2 separate regions of the Sus scrofa genome follow, and region 1 is linked to region 2. Evidence: chromatin contacts called from public Hi-C data. All regions are on one chromosome and are shown on one strand. The core of a region is the stretch at or near the end of the contact, and the rest is flanking DNA. Distances in the headings are between cores, read along the strand shown.

Evidence for each region. A called contact is a pair of places that touch in the nucleus more often than the background predicts.
Region 1: a contact with region 2 is called in a Hi-C map of omental adipose tissue, with 2.2 times the contacts expected there. The contact joins two enhancer-like sites. A contact is called at or near these places in 8 of 47 Hi-C or Micro-C datasets (embryonic fibroblasts, epiblast stem cells, fetal heart ventricle and 4 more) and 1 of 2 datasets of contacts at active chromatin or transcription factors (alveolar macrophages).

The regions. Positions count from the first base shown.
Region 1 is chr7:8,534,862-8,541,418 of Sscrofa11.1, forward strand. All of the region lies in intron 2 of HIVEP1 (zinc finger protein 40), which reads left to right. Among named protein-coding and RNA genes, the nearest start is that of HIVEP1, 22 kb to the left of the region's middle. Within about 2 kb of position 3,515, at least 15 of the 83 cell types and tissues checked have an H3K27ac peak or open chromatin away from gene starts, as enhancers often do. A contact at or near this core is called in alveolar macrophages and omental adipose tissue, where this site is marked.
Region 2 is chr7:8,126,717-8,133,335 of Sscrofa11.1, forward strand. TMEM170B (transmembrane protein 170B) reads left to right here. Exons shown (of 3, transcript XM_003482132.4): 3 at 1-5,677. Among named protein-coding and RNA genes, the nearest start is that of MIR7136, 5.2 kb to the right of the region's middle. Within about 2 kb of position 3,080, at least 4 of the 83 cell types and tissues checked have an H3K27ac peak or open chromatin away from gene starts, as enhancers often do. A contact at or near this core is called in alveolar macrophages and omental adipose tissue, where this site is marked.

The DNA.
Region 1 (6,557 bases), core at 2,265-4,764, 410 kb after region 2:
GGAGCGGGACCTGGGACGGGCCAGGCGGCCGAGTGATGCCTGGACCTGCACGCGAGGCCTGGTGCTTTGTGCCTGGGTGTTTGCGAACGTGATTAAATAGATCTGGTGTGTCTGAATGCTCAGCGTTTCCTGCAAGACTTTTTAAATCTCCGAGTCGTTCTTTGCTTCTGTACTTTGGGGGCAGTGGGATGAGAGCGAGTAGAAGAAATGACAGATTTGTGGTCTGGTTTCATTTTACTTGATTTTGCTTAAGTTTGCATAATGTGTGTTAAGGGTGGGCTCCATCGAGTCCACAACAGCCCTTTGCAAAGTTGGAGAAGTGCTTTGAAAGCCCTGGAACTCCCCGCACACGTGACACATTGGGACGCTAGCCTCTGCTCTGCTGCATGCTGATGCTAGGGCGCGCCTCCAACCTGGTAGGAGAATCAGGAACTGGTGACCCGCTTGCCTTTCGCAGTGAAAGGAAGAGCCTGCGGGGTCAGACTGTGACCCAGAAGCCTCTGGCTCGAGGTCTCTGGGCCCTGCTGTGATGCGTAGGACACACTGTGGAGTCACCAGCCCTGCCCGTCTCCCAGGAAATTGATAGTTGAAGATGGATAAAGACCGTAATGGTTTACCCATGCAAGTTCAGACAGCTGTGCAGACAGTGACGTGTGAACGTGTAGGTGATATTCAGTTAACAGGCAAAAGCGGATGTGCAGCTGTGACCCAGCAGTTAAATGCATTATTTGGCCTTTTACATGTTGACAGTTTAAGTCGATGGGTTTGGTTTTGATGGAATTAATGCGGTGTAAGTGGTGAGTTACACGCCTAGCATTCCCAGGTTCATGTTGGACAAGCTAGACTTTGCATCAGGTTTGTATCTGGTGGCGTGCTCCTTCATAGAAAGAGTGCCTGGGTCCGTCTCTCGACAGCAGTTTGTATCGCCTCAGTCAAACCACTACATGGGACTTATTTTTACAGCTTTATTAAGATGTAATTTATATGCAATAAAATTCGCCCACTGTGGGTGTACAGTTCGGTGATATTTGGTGCTTTTATAGAGTTGTGCAACCTGTACCACAATTCAGTTTTAGAACATGTCCATCCCAACCCCCAGGTTTCCCTGAGCTGTTCGTTCTCAGTCCTCGCTCCCATTCCTGGCCCCAAGCAGCTCCTGGTCTGCTTTCCGGCTCGTTACAGTTCCCTTTTCTGGGCATTTCCTGTAATGGGTTCATACGGTTTAGAAACTTGTATGTCTGGCTTCTTTGAGCTGGCATGATGGGTTAGAGACTCATCTGCACTGTAGCGTGTATCTGTTCTTCTGTTACCTTCTATGGCCAAGAACTGTTCTGTTGTATGACTGTATCACATTTGGTTTATCCAGCCACCGGTTGGTGAACACATTTGGGTGATTTTTGTCTTTTGGCCACTGTGAATTCTGTTGCTGTAAGCCCTCATGTCCAGGTTTGCAGTTAACTGGCGTTTTTATAAACGTCATTTAGGTCAAGTTAGTTGTTCACATGTTTTACCTCGTATGATTATCACTGATTCCAGCTCTCTTAGGGTTGCTAGTTGCATACATATAGCCTGTCTCTCCCTCTCTGTTTCCTTTGAACCTTTGTCTTTTGGAACCTAAGATATGTCTCTTACGGAGAGCATGTTGTTGTAACTGCTTTTTTATCCAATCGGAGAGGTTGTCTTTGGAGTGTGTTTATTCCATGCACCTGAATGTAGTTATTATTGTTCGTTGAATTTACATCCACCACCTTGTTCTTTTCTACGTGCCGTATACTTTTGTTTTTCTGTGTATGACTCTCTTCTTTGTGTAACATGTTTTTTATTATGTAATTTTGATTTCTCTGTTGCTTTTATTGTTGTTCTCACTATTCTTTCGAGTTATTTTCTTAGTCGTTGTTCTAGAGATTATAATATATCCCTCCCTGTTTCCCTGTCTACCTGAGAATAATGCTAACTAAACTCTGGTAAAATATGGAAACTTTGTTCCAGTTTGTCCCTTTGCAATTATTGTCATATATGTTTGATCCCTATGTGTTATAAACACAGCTATGTAGTGTTAAATTGTGGCTTAAATACCACCTCACGTTCTTTAAAGAATTTAAGAGACGAAATGAGAGAAAAAAATTAATGGTCTTATATTTACCATTTCCTGTGGTCTTCATTTCTTCCTGTGGATTTGAGTTGTTGTCTGACATTTCCATTCAACCTAAGGGACTTCGTATAGCATTTTTTTCTTCTTTTTTTTGGCTGTGCACACAGCGTGTGGAAGTTCCCGGGCCAGAGACTGAACCTGTGCCACAGCAGCAACCCGAGCCACAGCAGTGACAATGCCGGGTCACTAACTGAGCCACAAAGGAACTCCTTCATGTAGCATTTTTGTAAGGCATATCTTCTGTCAATAAATTTATCTTTTCAAAAGGTCATGGGGTGTCTTTTTTTTCTCGTTCAGTTTTGAAGAGGGTTTTCTGGTTGTAGAATTCTTGGCTGGTAGCTCCCCTTCCCCCCAGCACTCTGCATATCCCATTGCCCTTGGTCCTCGATTGTTTCTGATGAGAAGTCACGTGTTTCTCTGCATGATGGGTTGGTTTTTGCGTGCCGTTTTCAAGTTTTTCCTCTTTGTTTTTGGCCTTCTGCAGCTTGAGCACTGAGTTTAGATTTGGATCTCATTGTGTTTATCCTGTTTGGAGTTCTTAGATATGGAGATCAGTGAGTTTGTCTTTTTTATCAAATTGGGGACATTTTAGGCCATTGTTTCTTCACATATTTTTTTCCACCCTTTTCTCTTCTCCCCTTACATATATGTTGGTAAGCTAGATGTTGTTTCACAGGTCTCGGAGGTTCTGTTTATTTTTCTTTGATCTTATTTCTTTGTTCCTCAGGTTGGTTAATTTCCTTTGAGCTATTCTCAGTTGTCCCAGTTTTTTCTTATGCCAGTTCACATTTGCTGTTGAGTCCCTCTAGTAGATTTTTCTTTCCATTTACTGTACTTACCAATGCCAGTTTCCATTTGGTTCTTTTTTGCAATTTCTATCTCTTGTTGAGATTCTCTATTTGTTGAGTTATTGTCATACTTTAATTCTTTGAACATGATTTCCTTCAGTTCTTCCGATGTGTGTGTGTGTGTGTCTGAAGTCTTGTCCTGTAAATTCCAACATTTGGGAATTCTAGGGATAGTTTCTATTGACTGCCTTTTTCCCTCCTGAGTATGGGTCATGCTCTCTTGTTTATTTTCATGTCTCCAAGTTTTTTGTAGACCTTCTTACATTTCAGGCAATAGTTTGTAGCAACTCTGGATTCTGATTCTTGTCTGCTCAAGAATTGTCATTTCTGTTGTTTGTTTAGTAACTTTCCCAGAGTCAGTCTGTGAAGGCTGTCGCTCCCATATTGCTTGGCTGCTGATGTCTCTTGTTCAACTTGTTTTTTGTCTCTTTTTGTTGTTGTTGTTACTTTTAAGCCTAGCTTCCCAGTGGTTACCCTTGTTGCGACATAATTTTGTGTTCAGCCAAAGACTAATCAGATGTTGACACAGTCAGTAGAGCTTTTGCTCTCTGCTGGTGGATTCATGTAGGGCCGGGGAGGACATTCACATTTCAGGCAATTATTGTGTCTGCCTTGCCTTTTACTTTCAGCTGGCCCCCCTCACATCTTTGTGTGTGCCAATGCCAGCAAGGGATGTTGGGGGAGAGGCATGTGAATCCACTCTGGCATCTCTGATGTGTGTGCAGAATCTCTGGTTAGCCTGGGATATCCATGGAGAGCTGTCTCACCTCCCAGAACTCCTGGCTGATCTGGTCTCTTGCTTGACCCACCATGACCTTATCCTCAGGCTAGTAGGGCCCTAGGCCTGTGTTCTCCCACTAATGGGATTGCCTCTTTAACTGACAGCAGCCTGGATCTAGTGAGTCCAGCCTGGCAGTGGCAGTGAAGCTGTTGGCTTTCTCAGCTGAGCCCCCTCAGTTAAACTGATGGAGCTGAGGGTGAGGGGACCTGAATAGCCCAGAGCGGAAAGGCTGTGGGCATGTGCCGTGCTGGTCTTAAATGAAGTTTGGTGCTTTTCATGAAGACACATTTCTGTGTATGGCTTTCACTGACCTCCAGAGTGCTGAAGCATTTTTCGTTTGTTTGTTTGCAGTTTTGTCTCGCTTTAAAAGTTGTGTTGAGGGAGAGGATTTATTGATGTCTCATTTTGTGATTGCTGCATTTCCTCTGGAAGTGTTGTGAGTGTCCCCCTGTGGCAGGCACGACCCTGGGCCTTGTGTACATCAGGTTGCACAATGCATTTTGGAAAGCTTCTGCTCGACTGCTCATAGATACCCAGTGAGTTGGCTGAAAATCGAGTTGCTTTTTAAAAGATACGGAAAAGTGGGAGTTCCTGTCATGGCTCAGTGGTTATTAAGCCCGACTAGTATCCATGAGGACCGGGGTTCAATCCCTGGCCTCGCTCAGTGGGTTAAGGATCTGGTGTTGCCTTGAGCTGTGGTGTAGGTCACAGACATAGTTTGGATCCCATGTTGCTGTGTCTGTGGTATAGACCAGCAGCTACAGCTCCGATTTGACCCCTAGCCAGGGAACCTCCCTATGCGAAGAGTGCAGTCCTAAAAAGACATGCATACATACATACATACATACATACATACTAAGGAAAAGTGAGGAGTTCCCATTGTGGCTGAGTGGGTAAAGAACCCAACATAGTGTCCATGAGGATGTGGGTTCCATCCTCATCTTGCTCAGTGAGTTAAGGATCTGGCATTGCCAGAGGCTACAGTGTAGGTCACAGATGCATGCAAGGATCTGGCACTGCTATGGCTTTGTGTAGTCTACAGCTGCAGCTCCAGTTCAGCTTCTAGTCTAGGAACTTCCATATGTTGCAGGTTCAGCTGTTAAAAAAAAATTAAAAAATAAAAATGAAAGATAGGAAAGGTGAGATGATTTTGGTTTTAGGATACCATTGTAGCTGTTATTGATATTTTATTTTATTTTATTTTTATTTTATTTCATTGTCTTTTTAGGGCCACACCTGTGACATATGAAGGTTCCCAGGCTAAGGGTCCAATTGGAGCTGTAGCTGCCAGCCTACGCCAGAGCCACAGCCACACCAGATCCAAGCTGTGTCTGCGACCTCCACCACAGCTCATGGCAACACCAGATCCTTAACCCACTGAGCAAGGCCAGGGATCAAATCTGAAACCTCATGGTTCATAGTCAAATTCGTTTCCGCTGCACCACTGTGGGAACTCCTATTATTGATATTTTAAATCCGTACTACTCATAGAAATACTAGCCTACTGATAAGTACATCAAAGCTTCTATCACTGAAAGTGTAGTTTAGTTGGAAAAAAAGGAAAAGCAAGGGCTTGCAAGTTTGGGGCTGTGGAATTGGGGTTGAACCCTGATTCTGCGACTTACTAGGTCTGTGATTTACAGAGTGTTATTTAATCCCTCTGAGCCTTTGCTTGCTCACCTTAAAATGTGGATAATAACAGCTACCTGATGAGTTATTGTGAAGATTAAAGATAACATGGATGGAAGACCTGATACATAGTAGGTGTTCAGTAAATGTTAGTGTACACACCCAGCAGGTTTGGGGTCGGGGATGTAGTTTTGGTAAGTTTTTTTTTTTTTTAAGTCAGAGTATCTGCTTCTTGCTTTATTTAGTTTTTTTCTCCTTTTATTGGATAATTTTGGTATTTATATGGTCATCAAGGCATACAGTGTATTTTTTTCAGAGTGCATTTTGATTAACTTCTCTTATCAGATATCCAGATGTTCCTGGTGTTTCATAGCAATTTCTTTCCTAAAATCTAAATTTTACATGTTTGTAAGTTACCATGAAACTTTTTACAGCCACTTAGTAGTGAATGAGCTTATATATATACATATATATATATATATATGTAAGACTATTTTGTTGGGAGGTCTTTAAAGTATAAAGACAGTGGATTGTTATCTGGTCATTCTCAGGACGCAGTTGGAAAGGGCAGACAAAGTCTCTGGTAGAGATTATCAGAGGCTTTTACGGAGACATCTTCTCGGATCTTACTGGACCAGAGCTCACGCTGGTCAACCTCAGAGGCTCCGTTCTACAATATTGTCATTAATAAGGAGGAAGCGGTGACTCGGGGTACATCGGGTTTTAGTGTCATCTTTGGTTCAGAGAGGATGAGATTGGACTCTGGCATAGCCACGTGCTCTTAATGTAAGCAGCCATACTTCCATACGATTTCATAGAAATGAAGAGTTAACAATTTCTCTTAACAATTTACTTAACTCTGGCAGGGTGCCTTACGCCTAGAATAGTTTGTAATGCTTTTTATTAAGTTTATTAAAAATTAAATTTCTAGACACTGCCTCTTCTTAGAATCCTGTAATTTTCTTCCAAAGAATGTGTTTGTTGTGGATAATGTTTTTGTCAAGAGTAACTCTTAAAGTACTCGGAGAGCTATAAATTTTGAATTAGTGACATTGCAGAATGTAGAAAGAGAGGAAGTCAGGCTTCAGAGCTCCTTTATTGTGATGTGAGATCAGGAGGTCACTGGCCTCAGCGTGGACAGGACCAG
Region 2 (6,619 bases), core at 1,830-4,329:
AATCTAAGGAGGTGGATCAGTTTGAGGACTGTCCTGCAATTCTCTCATTATCAGGTTGCTTTATGTATGAAGTGTGTGTGTGTGTGTGTCCGTGTGTGCCGTTTGTGCTTTTAACTTTGGAGGGAATTTTTGGTTTCTTTGCTGTTTTTAGTTATTTCCATTGGAATTTTGTGCAACTGTTACTTTTCTGATGTTTTGAAATGCAGTTGAATAGTGTGAATTGATGAAATGTCTTAAAAGCTGTTTCTGTGATGATATTTTAAAACAGTGGTTTTCCTATAGAGACAAGAAATTGTAATGATATATATCTACACACATATATATCATTATATACATATATATAAAGCTGCTATATATGAATACAGTCTAATTGGAAAGCTTTTGTTCAATGAACACATTTATGTTGTAGTGGAGAATTTGATGTATTTGCTCAGTTGAATGATCTTTTAAAGAGGTTTGAGGAAGCTTGAGATTTTTAAATTTGGGAAAATTTTTCTTGGTTTAGTAGTACTAGACATCCTTATCTGTGATATGACAAAGGCCCTTATTGGTGTTTTGGGTTTGTTAAACCTTCTTATAATTTGTATGTGATTTAGAATTAAATTTTCTTTGTGATAAATGCAAGAGGGAAGGGGAGAATCCTCTGCAGTTTACACTTAATTATTTTAAAAAATGCTTAATAAAATATCACTGACAATGAAATCAGTTCCCCAAAGAAGAGACTCTTGTGTGTACAAACTAATTATTATTAATTAGTTAACACAAACTGGTTAGAAATGTCCATAGATCAGAGTTAGTCAGGGGGCCTCATCTAAGCTACAAGTAATGTTTAAAACTTTTAAATGAAGAAGATGCAAATAAGCTGCCCCATGGACAATTCCACCGGTTGCCTAGAATGAGGAAAGACCTAAATAGTGGCCATATTCAGTGCTCGCAAGTTAATTATTTTTACTTTAGATCTTAGTGTTTACTAAACAGTGTTATAGTTTGTAACCCAATATACTTCCTTAGTATTTGCAACCTACATTTCCACTGCCCCCCAAACGTGAGTGTTTTGTTTGTATTTTAAGTGAGAAATAAAGAAATGAGCTGCCCTGTGTATCATATATTTGTGATGTAAGGAACAGGAATAATTTTAAATGTTTTGGAAAAGGTCTCACAATAACCTCTAATTTAGACGAGGAGAGTGGGGCTTGCCATGTCAGTGTTCCCAAGCTGGCACTTACATGTCATCTCATTTGATTCTGTAAACATTTTTGATGGATCTATTATGTTCAAATGCGGTACCTGGTATTTTCTATAGTAATTACAAGGATGGCCAATATGGGATTCCTGCCCTTGAGTCCACCAAGAGCTACTGAGATGACTTAAATCCTAAAAGAGTTAGGAGAACATTTTGCTTCTAGCTGAGAGTTTGTCTTGTTTCTCCCCCCACCCTAATCTGGTTTTTCTCAGTTTTTTCACCAAATGGAATTTTAGTAACAGATATCATCGCTGTGATATAGTGAAGAGAATACCAGTGACATGGATTTCAATCCAGCCCTTCTCACTTAGGAATGGCAGTGTAGTCAGAACTCCACATTAGCAGTTCACATTCAGGTATTCAGCCAACTTTGGATTGAAATATTCAGAAAGCAAGTTCCAAAAGGCAAAATGTGAATTTGCCCCATGCAGGCAGCTATTCACATAGCATTTACATTGTATTTACAGTATTTACATAGCATTTACATTATATAGACTATTAAGAGATGATTTAAAGTATGTGGGAGGACATATGTAGGTTACATGCAAATAGGACACCTTTTCTATAAGGGCCTTGAGCATCCTCGAACTTTGATATCTGCTAGGATCCTGGGATCAATCGCCTGTGGATACTAAGAGATGACTAAATAGTTAACAGTAAATAATAGTCATTATAATTTAAAAAAAAAACCCTGCACTTTGCAATACCAGTTGAATACATCATTTTGTAAAATTCATCTCTTTTCTTCCATTTCCACGTTTTCCCTACATATATTTTAAGAAGGAATTCTCTTACAATGTTGCTTCTATAACCTCCTCTCTACCTCTTTATTTTTTTAATCAACAGTTATTTATCTAAAGGCACTTCTGGGAATTAGTTGTGATGGAAGCGGCCAGGGCAAGTGAGATTCAGTGGCAGGTTGTTTACCTCTCCTTAAAGTTGGAAAAGGGAGAAGCAGCCAGGATTTGCCCGTTATCTTATCCTGCTTGCTTCTTTTGGATTCATTCGGCCAACAGGCATTGAATCTGCACTCCTCAACGTATCATCCTTGCTTTAGGGATGGAGAAGCGTCTCCTCCCTCTGTCCGCCTCTGTTCCACCGCCCAGTCTTCCGCTTCACGGTATAGCGCCACTTCTGTGGGAGAACAGAGTTGGGCTGCAGTGTCCACCACGTCCTTCCCTCCATGGACCAAATGTGCTGCGTAAGCCCTACTTGTTGTCTGCTTGTTTTTAACTTAGAAATACTTTCATTTTTAATTTATGCCCATTTTTAATTCAAGAAGTAACAAATGCTAAAGTACTTTCTGAAATATTCTCAAACTACACGTTTCTCTCAGAAAGTCGTAGAATTCTTCAAAGAGTTGCTTTCTATTTTTCAAGATGTGAAGAATGTGGAAAGTTTCTGAAGAAATTCTGGTGACCTAGATTGCAGAAAAGCTTGGCAACATTTGGGTAGCTGGGTAAATGGTTATTTCTTTTAATAATGGGGGGTGAGAATCTCAGTGGTAAAAATTGACTAGTAATTTCCCTTATTGTGCTGTCCTTTTGGTAACATATTAGAGTGGAGAACCCTACAGGACATTATTTGATTTAAAAATGATAAAAAAAATTTCAAACACATAGCTTTTAATTGCAGAGGGAAGGTTAAAGACAGGAAGAAACGTTGGAGGGTAACACACACAAATACAGACACACTTGATGAAGCACCCTGCGTTATGCGGACACAATTTCCCTTCTGTTAAAACTGTGAACTACACTGTGTGAGTAGGTTTACTGCATGTTTACAGAATGCGGTGTCTTCCTTCTGTGTGAGACTAAACTGTACCACAAAGCATTCTGAAACAGTATTACATTTTTGTGCATTTAGTGGTAGGTTTGCCCTTCTCACTTAGGGATCTCCACTGTACATCGGTGTAGGCAATGTAATGCTTTTGAGGAGGTTGCCCAAGTTACCTAAAAACATATCTGTGGGTTTGTTTAGAGGAAGTAATGCTTTATAAAGTATTTTCAGTAAATGTGAACATGTACCAGTTACTATGTTATTAGATTAGTGGAAACACCCAAATTTCTGAGTGCACTGAGCTATGAACTGTCACTGTTTCCTCCCCGGAGTTCAGCGGACTCGTTTTCACATTCTTTACATTCATGGCACATGTGGTGAACTTACGTAATAACCTTTTCCTGATTTTGAGAAGTAATTTAGCAGTTTCTTAAAAATATTCTTCCCCTTTCCATACAGATGTCGTATGGTATAGGTGAAACAGATGTACAGTTTGTTGATAGAATCAGAAGTGCTGGTTTAGAAGAGAATGTTTTAACACCTTATGGCTACACAGTCACAATCTTGCTGAAAATTAAATACTCTAAGTAAGTCAGGGGAGCATGGACCCCCTACGTGTTTGTTTTAGATTATATCTGTCCTTCACTTGGGTGGTGACATACCTCTCCACTCAGTGGTGACATGACCGACCCCTTTTGCGGACTGTATTTAGATATGTAACTGAAGCTGGAAAGCAGTGTAACATACATACATAGAGGAACTATAATGCATAATCTCCATAGATGTAATACTTTTTCTCCTAAACATATTATATATTGGTAATTTCTAAAAATCATCACTTTTTTCAGAGCCCTATATAAATGAATGACAACCTGATAGTACTATTGATGGTGAAAGTTTCCCTTGTTTTTAAATTAAAGTATTTCTGTATCATCACAAAGTGTCTTTGGGAAAGAACATTTTAAAGTTTTCTCCATTGAAGGCAAAATAGAGGCACTGGTTTGAATAGTAGTAAAAAATGATTAACTTTTAATACTGGATGAGTTGATAGTCTGATTATTGACACTTTCTTAGTATTCATAATATCAGATTAATTTATGATGGAGGAATTTTTTGAAGTTCTGGCCCTCTCCCAAACACACACATGCACACACAGGCTCTGCACATTTAGATGAACAATTATAAAATTACACAATATTTTTCATTTTAGTCATATAACTTGGTAAAATTCATAGGATTCTACCATAAAGTACTAACTCCTGACTCCAGTCATTCTAGAGCAAGGGGATCAACTTTATCTTCAAGTTACTCAACTAAAATGTTTGTATGTAAATAACATAGCAAAAATATAGTTTGCCTGATATGTATTAAAAATTCACTTTCAAATTATGTTAACTCTCAGACCACTGATGAATCATTTAGTAAATAAACTACATTGCAGTTTTCCTAAACTAAATGATGCCTTAGTGCCTTGGAAGTTAAGATACTTTTGCAAAGTGTATTTAGCAAGATTCAGGCTTGGTATACTGTTGCTGGGAATTCAGAGCTGGAGCGTAATTGAACTAGCTCCCTGTGGTTTATAAAAACCAGTTATTTCACCATTGACTATTACAGATGACAACTGCTTTCATGATGTGGTATTTGTCGATTTTTTTTTTTCCAAGTAAGTTTGAAATGAGAGAAAATGTAGTCAAGAAATTAAATGTATGATTTTACAATTTGGCTTTGTTGTGAACTAGAGATTCTAGCGTGAACAGTGTGAGCTTTGTATTGTAACACAAGTGCAGACACTTCGTGTAACTTTTAGGAACATGTTTACCATCAGGGAATTTCTCTCTCTCTCTCTCTTTTTTTTTTTTTTACTCTAGAAATACTTAAAGTACTGTGAAGTTTAAAGACAGAAGAAACATAGGAGGGATAACGCACAAAAACAAAGGCGTTTGTGATGAATATCCTACATTACGTGAACACAATTCTCCCCCTTCTGTTAAGACTATAAACTACACTGTATGAGTATGTGTACTGCATGTTTACATAATACAGTTTAATTTTGAAGGGTTATTTTAAAAGTATGTTTATTTATAATACCTAACAAGCTGTAAATATTGTATACTATTGATTTTTAATTTTATATAAGCAATTTTTTAATTTCCAATTCATGTACAAATCTCATTGTGTATATAGCATAATTTCCTGGAGAACATAAATTTTGCAGTGGATTTTAATTATTTTAATTGTGGTAAGCATCAGGTTAGCCTTAGAAATGTTGATTTTTATTTTATTTTTCACTACTCATTTTCTTCAAAGGGCAGCAATAAACATATGCAAGTTATTTTTGACTATAGAAAGTTGGTCTGCAAAGATAAGATCTGGGTTCCAACTCATTGCTTTAAAGAAAAGATGCACAACTAACATCATCCACTGTCTAATCCCAGGGCCATTTCTGAGGTCCATGTGTGTCTCTCCTCTTTGTAACATACAGGGTGAACTCTTTACTGATACAAACAGGACAACTGTTAAAAGTGAATCCAGCACTTAAATGTCATTACACAGAATTTATTGGATTAAAAATTTGTAATATACAGTATTTTAATAACGTTTCTGTATTCTATTTCATGCACTTATATATAAATAAACCTGTCTTTAAAAGCTTTATGTAGTGTTTGATTCTTGACAACGTATTTTTCAACTCATTCACTATAGATGCAAGTGTTTCCTCATAACCCTTTTGTCAGGTTTTCTGGGCCAGTTTTAACATCAGGATCAGGGAGTTCCCATTGTGGCGCAGCGGAAACAAGTATGACTAGTGTCCATGAGGACTCAGGTTCGATCCCTGGCCTCACTCAGTGGGTCAGGGATCCGGTATTTCCATGAGCTGTGGTGTAGGCCTGCAGCTGTAGCTCTGATTCAACCCCTAGCCTCAGAACCTCCATATGCTGGAGGTGCAGCCCTAAAAGCAAAACAAACAAACAAACAAACAAACCCATCAGAATCAGGAGGTAGCACTGTAAAGGTTAGCAAGAAGTCTAAAAGACAAAGTTGACCTAATTTATAGTTTTACGGAAGACCAGTACGAGACACATAAGCACCTGCTTCAAAGAGATACTGTTTCAAAGAGCATACTATCACTTTTATTACTAAATGACTTCTATTTATTGAGTGCTTAGTATCTGTTAACTTCATAGATATTCTTTAACAATTGTGGTATCCTTTCAAACTAAAGGGATATACTAAGGATTATAAAGGTAATCCCTCACTTTACAAATGAAGCATCTGAGGATCAGAGAAGGTGAGGAACGAGGTCACCCAGCTAATAATGCTGAGCTGGGGTTTGCTTACTCTGTTACCTGTGTTTTTCCCTCACTGTGCTATGTTGGATTCTACAAAATATTCTGGGAGCTCTTATCTGTAATGAGACATGATCTCATCATTGGCAAAAGACCAGATGGCATTGCAGGGATCTGAAAAATTATCAGTTTAGGATTTGCATTGCCAAATGTATGTTTAGGATTTGAATTTTTGTTAGGAACCTCTAAGGGATGGAACTAGGTACCCAGCTAGACTCCATTATTCTCCTGAATCTGAGAAGAGATTGGG